Regions from separate parts of the Macaca mulatta genome. Here region 1 is linked to region 2. Evidence: chromatin contacts called from public Hi-C data. All regions are on one chromosome and are shown on one strand. Each heading gives the region's core, a stretch centred on a gene start, on an enhancer-like site or on the middle of the called end of the contact. The rest is flanking DNA. Distances are from core to core; before and after follow the strand shown. Region 1 holds the start of SETD7 (SET domain containing 7, histone lysine methyltransferase). Region 2 holds the start of RAB33B (RAB33B, member RAS oncogene family).

Evidence for each region. A called contact is a pair of places that touch in the nucleus more often than the background predicts.
Region 1: a Hi-C map of liver shows a contact between it and region 2, with 2.5 times the contacts expected there. The contact joins the promoter of SETD7 here to the promoter of RAB33B in region 2. A contact is called at or near these places in 3 of 14 Hi-C or Micro-C datasets (fetal cortex germinal zone, fetal cortical plate and liver).

The regions. Positions count from the first base shown.
Region 1 is chr5:148,441,333-148,445,489 of T2T-MMU8v2.0, reverse strand. SETD7 (SET domain containing 7, histone lysine methyltransferase) reads left to right here and starts at 1,449. Exons shown (of 8, transcript NM_001257503.1): 1 at 1,449-1,773. The coding sequence starts at 1,734.
Region 2 is chr5:148,335,588-148,339,697 of T2T-MMU8v2.0, reverse strand. It overlaps RAB33B (RAB33B, member RAS oncogene family), which reads right to left and starts at 2,354. Exons shown (of 2, transcript NM_001257437.2): 1 at 2,047-2,354. The coding sequence starts at 2,295. LOC106998506 (a long non-coding RNA gene) reads left to right here and starts at 2,466. Exons shown (of 2, transcript XR_013417304.1): 1 at 2,466-2,820.

The DNA.
Region 1 (4,157 bases), core at 200-2,699, 110 kb before region 2:
CCTCTCTCTAATCTGGAGGAATTCAGGCTGGCTGGCTGGGCTCCCAAGACACCTCTGCAGGTGAGCAGCACCAGGACTCAACGTCTCCTAACTTCTGGTCCAGGGCCCTCCCCTTTCTAAAATAGTCAAAGGGGCTGAAATTCCTGGAAGTGTGTGGTACTAATGTTCCTAGCATTGTTCTCTTTTTCACAGAGGAAAAACTGCCTTTAAGAAACAAGCCGGCAATACTTGACAAAAATATCTACCATTTAAGCACAGAGCCAAAAACAAGGAGTAGTCTCCCGGGCGCTGGAAGTATTTTGAAATCCCCAAAGTCTCATTCATTGTTCAGAAAGCAAAATGGAACTACTTTTTTTTTTGCTCCCTCCTCCCCTCCATGCAGTAGCTGTTCTTGGCAGGTGCCCAGAGTGGCACCCGGTAATTCCACGGTACATTGTGTACATTTGCATCTATTTAATCGGCTATTTACAGTCGTCCTTTACCGCCACCTGTAAGAGGCAGCGCCATAATGACACTAAGTGGCTGGGCCGGAAGCCGGGTGCCCAGTGGTTTTCTCCACTTGAGGACGCCTGAATCTGTGAAGTGGTTGGCACTTGGAGAAACAGGGAGACAGCTGGGGACATCGCACTTACAGGGCGGGAGGCGCGGGAAAGAGGCGCGCCAGACGGAGGGTCCTTCCTTCCTCGTTAGCTCCACTCGGCGGCTCCTTTTCAATTACCACAGCCGCGAGAAGGAACCTGCCGAGCCTTCGGTGCGGCTTGTTTCCTGCCTGACAGAGAGCCCGCTGCCATTTGGATTTGATGCATTTCTGAATCACCCGAGGGCCTGGCGACCCGAAGGAGGGCGGGGAGTGGGGGCGCTGGGGTGGACCCGCCATCCTGCGGAATCCGGGCCAGATAACAGCCCCCGAGCTCGGGAAATCGGCTTGCGGATGCGATGCGGGACCGCGAGGACACCTGCGCTCCGGTGCGTGTCGCACTCGTGCAGCTCCCGGTGGCGAACGGGGTGATGTGGGGGCGAGGGTGAGAGGAAGTCCAGGCGCCAGAGCGTCAGAAACGCTTCCTTAGCTTCCCTGGCACTTTGGAGGTTGTCTCGAGGGGGCACGGACAGTGCACGGCGGACTTTCAAGTTGCTCCCGGCACAACTGGAGGCCGGGAGCTCGGAGCCCCCACGGGCCGTCCAAGTGTCCGGAAGAAGCCTGCAGCGCCCGGGACCGCGTTGCGCGCTCGGGGCGCGCCAAGCCGCGCCTAAGCAAAGGAGAAACGCTCACGGGCCAGAGGCGGGTTGGCTGGGACGCGGAATACGCTCGGCCCCGGAGCTCCTTTCGTTTTAAGGAGCCTTACTTCTGGAAAGGGACAGGGAACTGTCAATCAGCGAGGGAGGGAGCGCACCGGCGCTGGGTGATGTCAGCGGATCAGCTGCTCGATAACAAAGAGGGGGTATTACAGGAGAAAGTTGCAGCAGCTGCAGCGGCCAAGGCGACACACCGGAGCCTCCGAGGCGAGGGGCAAGTGGGCGAAGGGAGGGGGGACGACGGCTGCTGCCGCAGCAGCTGAAGGCCAAGGAATTGAAAGGGCTGTAGGGGGAGGCAGTGCGAGCCAGCCCCGACTGCTCCTCCTCTTCCTCCTCCTCCTCCAAACTCGCGAGCCCCAGAGCTCGCTCAGCAGCCAGGAGCACCCGGAGGGACGGGAGGCAGCCGCGCAGCCCCGAGCTGGGCAGGGTCCCCAGCCGCCATGGATAGCGACGACGAGATGGTGGAGGAGGCGGTGGAAGGTACAAGCATTTCTCCAGGGCCGGGGGAGGAGGCGCAGAGGGCCCGGAGCGCGGAAGGAGTGGCGGGCTGCAAGCGGCGCGGCGCCGGGCCCCGCGGCCGCCACTGTCCCTTACACGGGTGGCCGGCTGCCCGGCTCGGGCGGGGGCCCGACAGCCACGGTCACGCCGCCGGGAGCGCGCACTGCGCGGCGGGGCGCAGGCCGAGAATGGGGCTCTGCCAGGCCGGGGGCGCTGGAAAGGCACGGCCGCGCCATCCCGCCCGGCCACAGCCTGCATCCACCCTCGGAGTTGCGAAACCTGCCCCGCGCTCTGGCCTTTCCTCCTTTGGGCGCGGAGGGTGGGTGCACTCCTCAGGGCAGCCGCTTGAGGCCGGCGGACTCCGCGGAGCAATCCCCTAGCCCAGTTTTGGCCACCCGGATTCCCTCCCGGCCGCCAGCCCTTTTCTTCTGCTGCCTCTGCGCCCAGCGGCGGCCGCGGCCGCGTCCGGGTAGGTCCCCCGGCGCAGCGCACGGGGCCAGACCGGGCACGTGGCAGCCGCGGCCCAGGCGGTAGCGCTTCCGAAAAGATGAAATCATTGTCGGGCGACTGACAAGGCTCCCGACCCGGGACTCGAACGCGCGCCGTCCGGGAGGCGGGCGGCCCTCCCCTCCGCTGCCCCCGAGCGAACTCAGTCAGGCCTCCCCCTCCCCCTTCCTGCTTCGCCGGGGTGCAGCCGCCACGCTGTGCAGGCGCGCCGCGAGCCCGCACCGAAATTGCTGGGTGACACTTAACTTTCTGAATTCCATGCCGTTGGCTGTGGGTGATATCACCGCCTCGGTGTCGTGTTTCTCCGCCCCTTCTCTTCTACCGCCCCTCCCCCGACTTTTCTCGCCACTTTGTTTTGCTGAGTTTCTCCACCTTTTTTTTTTTTTTTTTTTTTTTTTGCTAGTTCTGAAAAAACGATGTGGGGACGTTATACAATCTCGTTGTTTGTATCATGGGATGTTATGATTTTGTAACAGCGAATACTGGAAAATACTCTTTAGTGTATTTATTTGGTTCCACTACATACAGTACGTCGTGATGTTTTTCAGTGTGGTGTGGTATGATACCAGAATGTTTTAAACCAAGCATGTGAGTAAATAATTTTTAGCTGTTTGTTGAATCTGGTTTCTGTCCGATTTGTATAAACACAAGTTCTGACGAAAGATAAAGAAAAAAGTGGCAACACTACAAATGCGTAAGGATACATGGTTGTTGTTACATTGGGAAAAATCAGTTTTAATGTTTTCATAAACATAATTCCCTTTGCAGTGCTTCTGAGGTCTTAAGGGGAGATTAAGCAGACTAACATTTCTGAACTCTTGAAAAGTATTCAATGTAATGCCAATATTAAAACTTATTTCTTCATCTAACTTCGAAGCCAATTAAAGAGTGTGTGGTTTTTGTTAAGAACATTTTCACCATGTTGTGAACTCACAGAGCTATTTATCTCTCTAATAAATAAAGCCCATGTTGGGGCTGACTGGAGCCCAGATACATTGATTGAGTTGATCCACAGGGAGCCTTCTCAGAAGTTAAAAGTTGTTGACTTCTTGTGCCTCCATGTTGTGAAAGATAAAGGAAAAATGATCCCAGGATTGTTAGGGTTTGCTTTCTTTCTTCAACATTTACTTTTACTTGTAAAAATTAAATACAAACCCTTGATTGCTGGTACTGTTCTCCGTGTTAAACCACATTCATTCCCCTTTGAAGCTGTTTACAAACATATGTCCAGTTGTCCACAGTCCTCAGGCTCCTTTGCAGACTGTGACCAAGAGCTTTAGAAATGTATCAGTATTGTTTCTGTGAGACTGTCCACTGGATTCGAAAACAGGGAAGTTTACATAAACAGGGATGGTTTTGTTTTATAGGGTAATCATCCACATTATTGTCCAAAATCAGAGCCCCCTTGAGAATGAGGGGCTATTAATAATGATGCTGGGACAAGTAGCTTAAGCCTTGAATGTCTGGGGCAACCTGGGACACATGGTCACTCAGTTGTAGGTAACTAAACAATTAGAGCAGCACAGAATCTTTAAAAGCCCAAGAAGCATCTCAGGCTCTAACTTGCACAGTGCCAGGAGTGTGTATGTGCACATGCAGTAAACTGTACCTGTGCCATGCACTCTTGTCCAGCCATTCTTGGCCTTGTGAGTGCTGTTTGCAATAGTCTTTACATAACATCTAACACTTACACAGGGGACTGGTATAAACTGCTTCTGCTCTTTCCCAAAGAGAAGCTAGTCTGAATATCTTAGTGTTTAAGTACCAACTAATCTACCTCTTTCCATAAACAGAGCCTCTGTTCTCAGTAGTTTCACTGTCATAGCTATTATTATCGTTGCTATAATTGTTTAGTTCTT
Region 2 (4,110 bases), core at 1,105-3,604:
CTCACCTCAGTAGTTAGGTAATTGACTTTATACACTGCACATGCTTTGTATTTTTTCAATACTATTATCTCTTAAATTTGCACCTGATTCGTCTGTGATCTTTAAGTATAAACAGCAACCCAGGAACAGATAAAGGGCCCTCAAATCCCAACTCCTCCCCCACCCTCATTCTCTCCACTTTTGAAAGAATTTCCTACTTCCGTTTTGTTTTTGTTTTGTTTTTGAAATATTTCTCCCCTTAGCTGTCTACGTATGCCCTCCACTATCTCTGCTTTCACCTTTGGGTGTACAACTGCAGAACTAATGGTGGCAAATAGGAAAAATAATGTTAAGCCACCAGGAAAGACAAAGAATCTTTTTAAAGGTACCAACTATGAACCAGGTGCTTCATATATGCCCTCATCTGATCCTCACAGCAGCCTAATAAGGTATTATGATCCCAGTTTTTCAGAAGAAAAAAACAGACTCTGAGAGGTTAAAGAATCTGCCTAAGGTCCATGGTGACCAACTATTTTGGTGTGCTCAATACAGGGAGTCCCCGGGATGTGAGACCCAGTTTCAAAACCTGGACGGTCTTGGGCAAAGTTTGTCACCCTAGTAAGGACACACAGCCCATTCCTACCCTTTCGTAGGTTCAGATTTGAATCCAGGTTAGTGGGGCTCCAAAGCCCACGTACTGCCCAGATTCCCTGCTTCTCCCAAACTGAACTCCCTTCGAACTTCAGAAGCTCCATTATTTTTCACCCCAAAGGCTTCTGGGCCAAACCTAATTCTGGTGAAAAATATTTAGCCTTTTATTCTATCTTTTCTTCTGCAAGTATACAAATCTTTCTAAACTCCCTAATACAAAGCACCCCCAAAACCACCACTGAGGGCTCATATGGGACATGAAATACAAATGTGAAAAATTAAAAGACAAAAGCACCAAAGAAAGGTTAATTTCTTTTAACTCTGCTTACTTCACCTCTACCATCATTAGCAGTATAACCCATTGGGGTGGGGGTCGATGATTAGGGAACTGAAAAATAAATTGTTCTTGCCTCAAAGATATGAGGGTAGGAATGTCTGAAGCAAGCCTGTTCTCCCACCACTCCCCACCAAGAGACTGAGGTAAAGATGATCTCTGATTTAAAGCAGTGGTATAAGGCAGGGTAGTTCCACCTATGTTTTAAGGAGTGGCATCAACAGGTGGCATTTAGTGGTGGCTTGCTATGAAGGTGTGTCTAAGGTTTATACCATCAAGAGACCTAAGCCTTGTCATTGATCCTCATTTCACTGTTGCATTCCAACCCTTCAGAACCTCAAACCTGCCCTGGGGCCTATACTACCTCCTCCATTATTACTGTCACTCAGTGTTCCCAGTACCAGGGACCCTCAATAACGACTTAAAGGGAATAAAGAATTAGGTGTGTGTCTGAGGTGGCATCGTGAGAAATGCTTTTGGCAACCTGAATAGGAACTATCACATACAGAATATTTCTGCAGGAAAACAGATTTTTCTAAAATCAGTATCATACAGAAACTACCATAGCAAAACTGTATGCAAGAGAATACCTAAGCACTTCCTCAAAGGCAATGAGCTTTACTTCCACAACACCTAAGGCACTGCTCAAATGAATGTTTAATAACTATTACAGATTAAATGAATTTTCCATGCTAGCGAACTGTCACTGTTTTTCCTTCGTTCATATTTCACTGACTCCCAGCACATGACACACAGTCAATGGGTCGGTAGATAAACCCTACACTCTTGAACTCAAGTGTGGTCCACGGACTAGCTGCACCTGCATCATCCGCGAGATTATCAAATCATAACGTGCATTTTCAACAACTAGATCCCCAGGGAAATCGCATGCACACTGAAGTCTGAAAAACAGTGTCTCAGAAGTTTGCAGTATATGAATCCTTCCAATCCCCAACTCCAATCTCATCAGCATGAGAAAAAAATGGAGCACACACACACCGTGCACAGGGCCAGCGACCAGCCCACGGTGGGGCTGGGACACCTGTCATCCCATCCTCCCCAACAGTTCCCCATCTGCTCACCTTGATCCGCTCCCCATCAATCTCCACCGCTCGTTCTCGGAAATCCACCCCTATCGTGGCCTCGGTGCGGTCAGGGAAGCGGCCAGCGCAGAAGCGGTAGGTCAGGCACGTCTTGCCCACATTGGAGTCGCCGATCACGATTATCTTGAAGATGCGGGAGCGGGCAGGAGGCAAAAACCCGGAGGCTCCTGACACCGCCCCGCTGGACGAAAAGCTTGCCTCGAGCGACGACTCCATCTCCTCAGCCATTCCCCCGACCCGCCCCAAACTGAGGCGGAGGAAAGGAGACACAGAAAGGCTGAGAGATTACGCCACCTCGAGCGCGCGCGCCCAGCCGGCCAGTTCGGCTGCGCAACTTCCCACGAGCCACCGCCCACCAGCCCCGAGCGCGCCTGCGCACCTTCCCGCCCCACCCTCGCGCGCACAGGTGTGGCGCCCGCCCGCCCTGCCGCACTGAGCCGCCTGCTCGTGGCCACACGCCACGCGTCACTCGGGCTGGCGCCGGTCTACCTGGGCAGGCGTGGGGCCTGTCGGGGGCTTTATGGCGGCGCGGAAAGCTAGCCTGCCGAGAGGCTGAGCCGAGCGCCCCAGGCCCAACGCTCTGGCTGACCTAGCCCCGCCACGTCCAACGTTCCCGCCCTCTGGAGGAAGCCGCGCAATCACTCCGGGGGCGGGGAGAGATAGACAGCTGAGAGGAAGGAGGTGCCATGGGCGCTCTCTCGCGAGAGGGCCGCAGAGCCGCCTTTGACGGGGGCGTGTGCCTGGAGAGCGACGGTAAGGATGTCGCCGGGCTCCGGCGTCAGGTCGGTTCCGGCACCGATGTATCGTTTGGTTGCCCCGGAGAAGAGGCAGGTTCCCTCAGCTTGCCGCTGGGGATGTGGCATCGGCTGCGTTCCCCACCGCCACCGCCTCTGTGAACTGCGGGAGTTGGGACGGCGGCCAGGGCTAGATGGGTGGGACGCGAGTCATCGCCGAAAGCCTGCCCGGTGCGGGGCGCACTTGGAGGCGAGCTGTGGGCCGCACTGAGTTTTGAAGCCTAAGGTCTTCGCAGGCGCATTGCTGTGGGCTGCCGGAGAGCAGGCTGGAGTTCGAGGCCGCCCACCGGAGAGCAGGCGAGAGTTCGAGGCGTAGGCACAGCGCATTTCGCTAGGCATCCCCCAAGTCCCCAAGAATATCCGCGTGATCCTTGTGACCACAGTTTGTTGGGTTAATGTCCCCAGCCCAAAAAGTAGAGCACATCACATGTCTGCCACTTGGGAGCATTGAACCTGGGAGTTACTAGGCGCCTCTGGTGGAAATAAAACTCATTATGCCCTAGTTATGTCTTAGTTCCTGGGTGACGCTGATGTGGCGGTTAAAGATTAACTGAGCGCACTTAGAGGTTGTCTTTGTCTACCTAAGGAAAATATCAATAGATTAAACCCCCAACCTTAAAGAATCTCCGTGAATTCTTCTGAGGACACGTCCTATATTGTCATACAAAAGGTCCCAAATATGCAAACAGATTTCCTTTTTGTTAAAAGTTTGTTTTGTTTTGCAGTGACATCTGTTTGAGCAGATGAATATGCCATTGGCAAAGTCAAGGACTGTCGGAGAGGAGGAGGACATGGCAGGCCTTAACTAAAGTGAGGGGGACAATTGAGCACTAAAAGTCCTAGGAAAGGAGATGAGCTGCTTATTCCGTCAGATGAGATGAAAATGTAGTCAGAACAGATGAGTGGTAGAACTTAAACATGCCCGGAGTTGCCAGGAATTTGCAAAAGCCTTGATATAGAGTAATTTCTGTTGCTGTAGAAAGACTTTCCACAGTCACTAATATACCAAGTTATGTTCGCTAGAGAAAAAGTTTACTTACCAAGTTTATAGAAATGGGGTGAAAAATCCTAATTACTTATCTGTGAGGTTATTTTCATGAAGATTAATCATCCAGAGACTATTAGAGAGCCTCGGAATATACTTCTTCTAATCTACTCTACCTATCCCATTCAAAGGAGGGACTCTGAAGATTTAAGGACGAAGAGCAGTTGAAAACTGAAAGCTGTGGTTAATGGGAGAATTTCAAGG